2 separate regions of the Macaca mulatta genome follow, and region 1 is linked to region 2. Evidence: chromatin contacts called from public Hi-C data. All regions are on one chromosome and are shown on one strand. Each heading gives the region's core, a stretch centred on a gene start, on an enhancer-like site or on the middle of the called end of the contact. The rest is flanking DNA. Distances are from core to core; before and after follow the strand shown. Region 1 holds the start of HMGCR (3-hydroxy-3-methylglutaryl-CoA reductase). Region 2 holds the start of ANKRD31 (ankyrin repeat domain 31).

The links. A called contact is a pair of places that touch in the nucleus more often than the background predicts.
Region 1: a Hi-C map of liver shows a contact between it and region 2, with 5 times the contacts expected there. The contact joins the promoter of HMGCR here to the promoter of ANKRD31 in region 2. A contact is called at or near these places in 4 of 14 Hi-C or Micro-C datasets (CD4 T cells, blood, fetal cortex germinal zone and 1 more).

The regions. Positions count from the first base shown.
Region 1 is chr6:81,730,841-81,735,119 of T2T-MMU8v2.0, forward strand. HMGCR (3-hydroxy-3-methylglutaryl-CoA reductase) reads left to right here and starts at 2,992. Exons shown (of 20, transcript XM_002804417.4): 1 at 2,992-3,377. The coding sequence starts at 3,341.
Region 2 is chr6:81,633,507-81,637,481 of T2T-MMU8v2.0, forward strand. ANKRD31 (ankyrin repeat domain 31) reads right to left here and starts at 2,568. Exons shown (of 24, transcript XM_078004866.1): 1 at 2,105-2,568. The coding sequence starts at 2,208.

The DNA of each region.
Region 1 (4,279 bases), core at 1,742-4,241, 98 kb after region 2:
AATCTTTGTGTGTACTCACTCTTGTAGAGACGTTTCTTCCCAATGTCAAGAGAGGCTTCACCTATTCATTTCGTTTTTGGGAAGTTTTAGGAACAAAGAAGCAGTATTTTTAGTTTTGTTATTGAGAAGCAGGCAGCTGAGACTTTCAGTGCATGTACAATATCACCACTAGGGACTTTGAGATCTTCTGCCAACCTGCTCATGACTTCCTTACCTTTTAAATTTCTTGTATTCTATAGTACTTTAAGATTTCTACCCAATTAAATTTTCTTGTATATCTACATCACCTCCATTCTCATGCTAACAATACTAGCCTTTGTGCCTAGAATAGACTTCAAACCATTTCCTCCTCTTGTTCAAAACACAACCCAAACTTTTCTCACTGGACCCTGTGTATACCTCACTCAGAACACTGACCATGTTATCTGGGAAGGGTTTGTTTGTATATATTTTCCTATTTAACTCTCTGCCTTGAGGGCCTAACCCTTTGCCTATCACAGAGTAAGGCCCTCAGTGAATATCTCCCAACCTTTGGCAGAAGTGGTAATCAGTCATCATATCTGCCAAGAGCTATGTGTGGGCAATTATCATTTGCAATAAGCTAGTCTAAAGAAATTATCCTGAAATTTAAAATTACAAAACAAAAAAAACATTGTGCAGGACAAAGAGAAAGAAAACTGCCAAAGGCTGGAAAATACAAATTTGAACACAGCTGGGAGCTGTAAAGGGAAACAAATAAGTACAACTCTTCATTGATATTATGAAAAGTCTTTTGTAATGAAGCATCAGCAAATTAAACAATCACATAATATGTACTAATATAAAATAGTGCATATTATGCTAATACAAAAAATAAGACAGTGGAGTGGTTTAGTGTATATGCTTGGGAGCCACATTTCAAAGTTTATATTCTGGCTCTGCTACTTTCAAGCTATGTGGATTTAGGCAAATTACTTAACTTCTCTGTTTCTGTAGCTTCATCATTTGTAAAATGCAGATTCTACTATTGTTTTCCTCAGTGGACTTTTAATAAAAGGAGTTAATATATCAAAAGCACTTAGACAAGTGGCTGACATAGAAACAGCAATGTAAATATTTGTTTTAGTATTATTGCTGCTGTTATAATTCCCCATCTTTAAGCAAGACTCATGACGACTAAAACCAAAAATGTGAAGGTTGGAAGCCTAACATATTTATGTATGTAAACGGTAAAGGTGATGGATTAAGATGGCAATGCGGGTCATTCATTACTTTTAAAGGGGCTCTTAACATTATACTTTTAGGGGGGGTGCGGTAGTTCACACCTGTAATCCCAGCACTTTGGAAAGCTGAGGCGGGCGGGTCTCTTGAGGTCAGGAGCTGAGACCAGCCTGGCCAACATGGTGAAACATCGTCTCTACTAAAACTACAAAAAATTAGCCGGGCGTGGTGGTGGGCGCCTGTAGTCCTAGCTAGTCGTGAGGCTGAGGCAGGAGAATGGCGTGAACCCAGGAGGCGGAGCTTGCAGTGAGCCGAGATCACGCCACTGCACTCCAGCCTGGGTGACAGAGCAAGACTCTGTCTCAAAAAAAAAAAAAAAAAAAAAAAAATATATATATATATATATATAAATATACAAATTTTATATATATATGTGTGTGTGTGTGTGTGTGTGTGTGTGTGTAAGCTGGGCTTGGTGGTGCACCCGTGTAATCCCAGCTATCCAGGAGGCTGAGGCAAGAGAATCGCTGAACCCAGAAGGCAGAGGTTTCAGTGAGCTAAGATCGTGTCACTGCACACCAACCTGGGCTCTGTCTCAAAAAATAAAAATAAAAAAATTATACTTTTATAAACTCTTTGTTTGAATGGTTAAATACATACGAGGAAGCGGCGCATAGACTTCCTTGGCGCCTACCCCACCCTCCCTTTCTAAGTTGTGTCCATACCAAATTTTGTGATTTATCACTAAGTACAAATTATTAGTAAAGTGCTATAAAGATTCCTTTGAAATACCTTTTGGGAATGATATAGAATTTATTTTAAGACCATAAAACTAGACAACTGGCGTTTCTTTATTGCTTGCTTTTGAACTCATATTACTATTGGAGTTCTCAATTAGGCAGTTTGGGAATGAAAATTTCTAAATCTTGGGCTAAAGCCTGTTTTGGTAACAGCTTTATAGTCCTTATTTGAATTACATTAGTAGGCATGTGTACATTCAGTAACTTCTGAGATATTTGGCCCTTGAGACTTGTAGCAGCATTAAAAATATGACAGCTTCTAGGCTCTTGGTACTTATACACTTTTCTCTCTCTCTCTCTCTCTCTCTTTTGACAAGGCTGCTAAGAGAACACTGCAATCTTCGGGTAGTTCACCTGTTCTCTTTACTGTGCAAGGTTCATAAAGGCAGGCACCATATCTGTCATGTTTGTCACTATATCTCCCATGCCAACCACAGTGTAATCCACATAATGAGCATTTCAAAGGCACAACATTTGGTAAAGAGATATGAATGAAGGTCTTACACGGAAGCAGTGGGGAACAGTAGAACCAGCGTAAGCATTAGATCTGGGTTCAAATTCCAGTTTTACTCATTATGTGATCCACAGCAAGTTGCTTGACAAACTTTAATTTTTACTGTTTTGTAAAATGGGAATAATACCTATTATATAAGGATTATAACAATCTATAATCATTTATTAAAACTAGGGAGTGTTTAGTGTTTTCCTGGTACTGTTTCAAAATATGGGCTTTAAAAATTGAGTGAAATACTATTCCTGTCCTTAATACATTTCCACATACGATAGTAAGGCAAGTCAAAAAATATTACGGAAATTTTATGGGTTTTCAAGGTCGGCAGTGATGATGTGTTTGAGGGAATTAGAAAAGGAGGTGGTATATGAAAAAGCCCTTAAGGGATATTTAGGATCTCAAGTTTAAATGGGTAGGCATATCCAAGGTAAACAAAGAGAACATAAGCAGGGAGGTAAAAAGGTACTGAGTGTGACTGAAGAAGGGCCAGTTACTCCTGGTTGAACTGTAAGGTTCGCACAGGAAAGTAGAGATACGTCAGAAATGTATGGTGGGGCCATATTAGTGGTGACAGGTTCTTTCTTTAATCCAGTAGACAATGAGAAACGCTGATCTGGGTCTATGGCATAATAGGAAGTAGTATGCCACATACTGCGTGTGGGAGTTGTGCAAGAGAGGTTGGAAAGTGAATGCGTCCAAGACTGGGAAGACCAGTTTGGAGAGGCTATTGCACTGTTTTAAGTAAGAGATAATAAAGCCCTGCACCAGGTGGAGAGCAGAAGGAACGCAGAGAAGACGCAGGAGAGGCACATTTCAGAGAGAATCCAGCATGCAATGGATGTCCTACACGAGACAGAGAGATGCAGGTAACCGGAGCCATTTACACTAACGGGTAAATCTCGGGAAACCGCTGGTTTCGGCTACCGGCCAGTTATAGGTTTGAGGTGCCCGTCGCTGCCACCTTCCCTTTTTTATACTCCTCTTTTTTTCATGGCCGCCTCCACTTCCCTCCATCTCTCCCGCGCTAGTAACTGAGCTTTCAGTCATCGACCTGACCCTGCGTTTTCCCTCACGCTCAATTCTGCTTCCTATAACTGCCTCCCACTGTACTCTCACAGCCAGGACGACCACGGGTCAGGCCCTGGGGCTGTGGGACACTCCACCCGCCAGGTCCCCTATCGCCTTCGCCTAGGCAGCTGCCATGCTTGCGCCCCCACGGCTCTAGGGCCAATAGGCAGGCCCTACTGCTGGGACTCGAACGGCTATTGGTTGGCCGGGCCGTGGTGAGAGATGGTGCGGTGCCTGTTCTTGGCCCTGCAGAGAGCTGTGGGCGGTTGTTAAGGCGACCGTTCGTGACGTAGCGCCGTCAGGCCGAGCAGCCCCCAGGCGATTGGCTAGACAATCGAACGATCCTCTTTTATTGGTCGAAGGCTCGTCCGGCTCCACGCGTGCGTAAGGCGAGTGTTCCTTCCGCTCCGTGTCTCCGTTGACTGGAGACGGGCGGAGCACCGGCGCCGGGGTTTGGTGGCCTCTAGTGAGATCTGGAGGTGAGGCGGGTGGTGGCCGAGAAGCGGGGCCGGGGCGGCGGGGAGCGGGGCGAGATGGGTGGGAGCGGGGTTTGGGCTATTTTGGTGGCAATTCTGGAGCTTCCCTCGGCCCTGGGAAGTGGCTGCCGGCAGCTCCTGCGGACCTGGAGGGTGCTGCGGTTGCGCTTTGTTGGTGTGGCGGCCCGGACCCGCGGGGACTGCAAGGAATGTCCTTGAGGCCC
Region 2 (3,975 bases), core at 1,318-3,817:
AAGGAAATTATTTTTTAAAACCCCAACATTTAATGTTTAAGGAAATTATCTCAGAGTTATTTGCAATAACAAAAAATTTAAAAAACGAAATGTTTTGTTTTAGAATCATATAATGCTTCAATAAATTATATCTTTATGACAGAAAACTATCAATAATTTAGGGAAGAATTTTAATGACATTGCAAATGTTTAAAAATAATGTTAAGTGAAAACTGTAAACTTGTACAAACTGATTCAAACTTTGTAAAAGAATTATAGGTGCACACACAAAAGCCTATATAGAAAGCTGGAAGAAAATATACCAAAGTCTTAATACAGGTAGAATTAGATCAGATTTCTATCTCATTCATGCTTCTTTTTATTGCCCATGTTTCCTATAGTGTTTTTGAATAGACAGTATATTTATATGGTTCAAAATTCAAAAACCAGTATAGACTGGGCATGATTACTCATGCTCATAGTCCTCACTACTCAGGAAGATCACTTCGCCCTAGGAGTTAGAGGCTTCAGTGAGCTATGATTGCACTATTGCATTCCAGACTGGACAACAGCGTAAGATCCTGTCTCCAAAACAAACAATATAATAGGGTATGTAGTAAAACATCTCCCTGTCCCCTCAAATATAAACTTTCTTTCCCACAGGCAACCAAGGTGTTTGTTCTGTAACCCTTTCAGAGATATTTTCTAAGTGTATATATGTTGGAGGACAGAGGTAAAACTATTTTCTAAAAATAGAAGCACTGTGTCAAAGAGTATATGTGTTTGTAATCTTGATAATTGAAATTTTTTGAGTTTTGTATTATAATTATGCCTTTCTTCCTCCACAGTTATAAAATAATCCCTCCTTGGCTTCTTGTAATACTTTTTTTTTTTTTAACATTTAAATCTTTGATTCATATGGAATTTTTTTTGGAGCACAGTGTAAAGTATGGATTCAACTAAACTATTTTCTACATATATCCTTCATTGTCCCAATATCATTTTTTGAAAAATCCCATCATTTCCTCACCGGTTTGAGATGCCACCTCTTTAATATACTAAATTCCCATATGTATGTGATTTTATTTTGGGGGCTTTTATGCTGTTTATTGATCTGTCACTTTATGTGCCAGTATCATATTTAAAATATTTTATATCAGAAAATATTTTAATATCCTGTAGGTCATTACCTCCTTATTGTTCTTATTTTTCAGACTTTTCCTAATTGCTTTTAATTATTTTACCATACAAACTTTGGAATCAGTTGTCTAGTTCAACAGAAAGTCTTGCTGGTACTTTTATTTTGTTATTTTTTTTTGAGATGCAGTCTCACTCTGTCGTCCAGGCTGGTGTGCAGTGGAGTCATTTTGGCTTACTGCAACCTCTGCCTATTTCTCATTACAACCAAAAACTATGAATGAATTTTTTTTTTTTTTTTTTTTTTTTGAGACGGAGTCTCGCTCTGTCACCCAGGCTGGAGTGCTGTGGCCTGATCTCAGCTCACTGCAAGCTCCGCCTCCCGGGTTTACGCCATTCTCCCGCCTCAGCCTCCCGAGTAGCTGGGACTACAGTCGCCCGGCACCTCGCCCGGCTAATTTTTTGTATTTTTTAGTAGAGACGGGGTTTCACCGTGTTAGCCAGGATGGTCTTGATCTCCTGACCTTGTGATCCGCCCGCCTCGGCCTCCCAAAGTGCTGGGATTACAGGCGTGAGCCACCGCGCCCGGCCTCACGCATCCTTTTTCTTGAGAGAAACCGTTACCCATTTTCCCAGAACTGAGCTACAAGTCTCTTGAAGCAAAATGCAGTTAAGTTCAGACCCCAGATCTTTTTTGCTTGTGCAAAAAGACTTAAAGCCCCCAAAAAGGAACGCCTTTTGAAAAATGCTACAAAGCCACCTAGTACAAAACTCATTTTGTCCCTAGCTGGTTGGGGGTAGGTGGTGACAGACTGTGGTTGCTTATTTACGAGCTCTCAGCTCAGGCACGCCTGCCCCACAAGGCTCTGATCCTGCCCACAAGCACATGTTCTGGTCATCATCTCCACTCAAAACTCTGACCCTCTCAGAGGGCCCCTGGGCCGCCCTGGCGCGAGGGTTCGGGCACTGTGGCCCTAATGATGGTCACCTTCTCCAGCGCAGCTCCTTTTCTTCCAGGTCGCTCTCCGTCACTGAACCCTCTATCACGGTTTCATCACTGTCCCAGTCTGGGTCCTGGACGCCTTCCTCCATCTTTGCCTCACATTCAAAGTCTTTTTTACCCTCCTCTAACTCCCTCTTGCCCGCAAACAAAAAAACATTTTGAGGGCCAGAGGAAATTGTGAGTTAAAAATAAAAATAATATAATCGCAGCAGGAGCCGGGCCTTGTCGCAGGGCTGCTGAGGAGGGTGCAGAGGGCCGCAAGCGCGGCAGGGTCGTCGTCCGAGAAGCGGCCCGCGGGTCCCGCCGCTCGCTGCCGGCAGGGGGCAGCCCCTCGCCACACGTCTGAGCCCTGCGCAGCGCTCGGCCCCTCCCCCAGCTCCCGCGGCCGGAAGTGGGCGGTGGTACGCGCAGGCCTGCTCTGGGCGTGGCCTGCCGCAGCGTGTCTTTTTCGCGGTTTCCCATTCTCGGTTGCTAGCCGTAGAGGGGACTGGGGTTGCTGCTGCAGAGACTGGAAAGGTAGGCGGGCCGCACCCAGAACTCAGGCGAGCCTGCTTAACACCCTTGGCCGGGAGGGTGACCTGCCATGCACCTGATGCTTGTGAGCCCCAGATACGGAAGAGCTGTCAGCTCCTGCCCGCCCCAGCAGCCCTGGCATTCTGGAGCCAGAATGCGACCTTAGACCTAACGAGTGTTTTTGCAGCCCACTAAGCGCTTGCTTTCCCTTTAATCCCTTGACAGCCTCTTTTCAAGTGTCCCCTGAGGTAGACAAACAGATAATGTTTATCAGAAGTTTTAGCTCTCAACTAATCTCAGTGATGTATTTTGTATTTTTTTTTCTCTCAACAACTCTTCGGTTACCTGAAATACAGATAGATTATGCAGGAAAGGCAGGATAGATGCTTTATTTTTTCCCCTTTTATCAGTTTTTAGAATAATAGTAATGCCTAGCAACCTCCAAAAGTAGTAAATTGTGTTTTAATGAAGTACTAGAATTTTATATATTTGATGTGTTTCAGTCTAGTTGAACATTTTTAATTCAAGCTAATTCAAAACAAAGCCAAGTGAGCTTCCACTTGCCAAGTGAGAAGGTTCAAGAAAAGACCAAGTTGTTTTCCCATAGCAAGCGTTTAGTATTCACCTTGGAGTCTCCAGCATCTGGCACATATGAAGTCTTAAGTTTTGTCATAAATGGATGGAGCTAGAGATTTCTGACTTCCCAATTCATTGCCCTTTTCACTTTATGGAGTAGCTTTGCCATTATTAATATTTTGTGTTTTTACTATTTATATTTAAGCCACTGCTATTTAAAATACTTGATTGGTGATTATCTTCTAAACTTAACTTGAGGCTGGGGGTGGTGGCTCATACCTGTAACCTCAATGCTTTGGAGGCTGAGGCAGGAGGATTGCTTGAGACTACAAGTTCAAGACCAGCCTGGGCAACATAGTGAGACCCCTATCTCTACAAAAAATTTGTTTTAATTAGCAGGGCATGGTAGCATGGGCCTGTAGTCCCTGTTACTCAGGAGGTTGAGGCAGGGGATCGCTTGAGCCCAGGAGTTTGAGGTTCTGATGAGCTATGATTGAGCAAACGCACTCCAGCCTGAGCAATAGAGTCATACCATGTCTCAAAAAACAAAAAATAAAAAATAAATAAACTTACTTGAATAAGTAACTTACTTAAATAAAATTCCTCACCTCAACTCCGTAAATTAGGCAGAACAGTAATAATATGCAAAGAATTAGACCTGGGGTTTGTTTTTTTTTTTTTTTACAATAGTCCATTTATGCCCTCCATGTCTAAATCAGACCTAAATTCCTGTCACCTTTCCTGCTCACCCACTGTTTAATTAATTC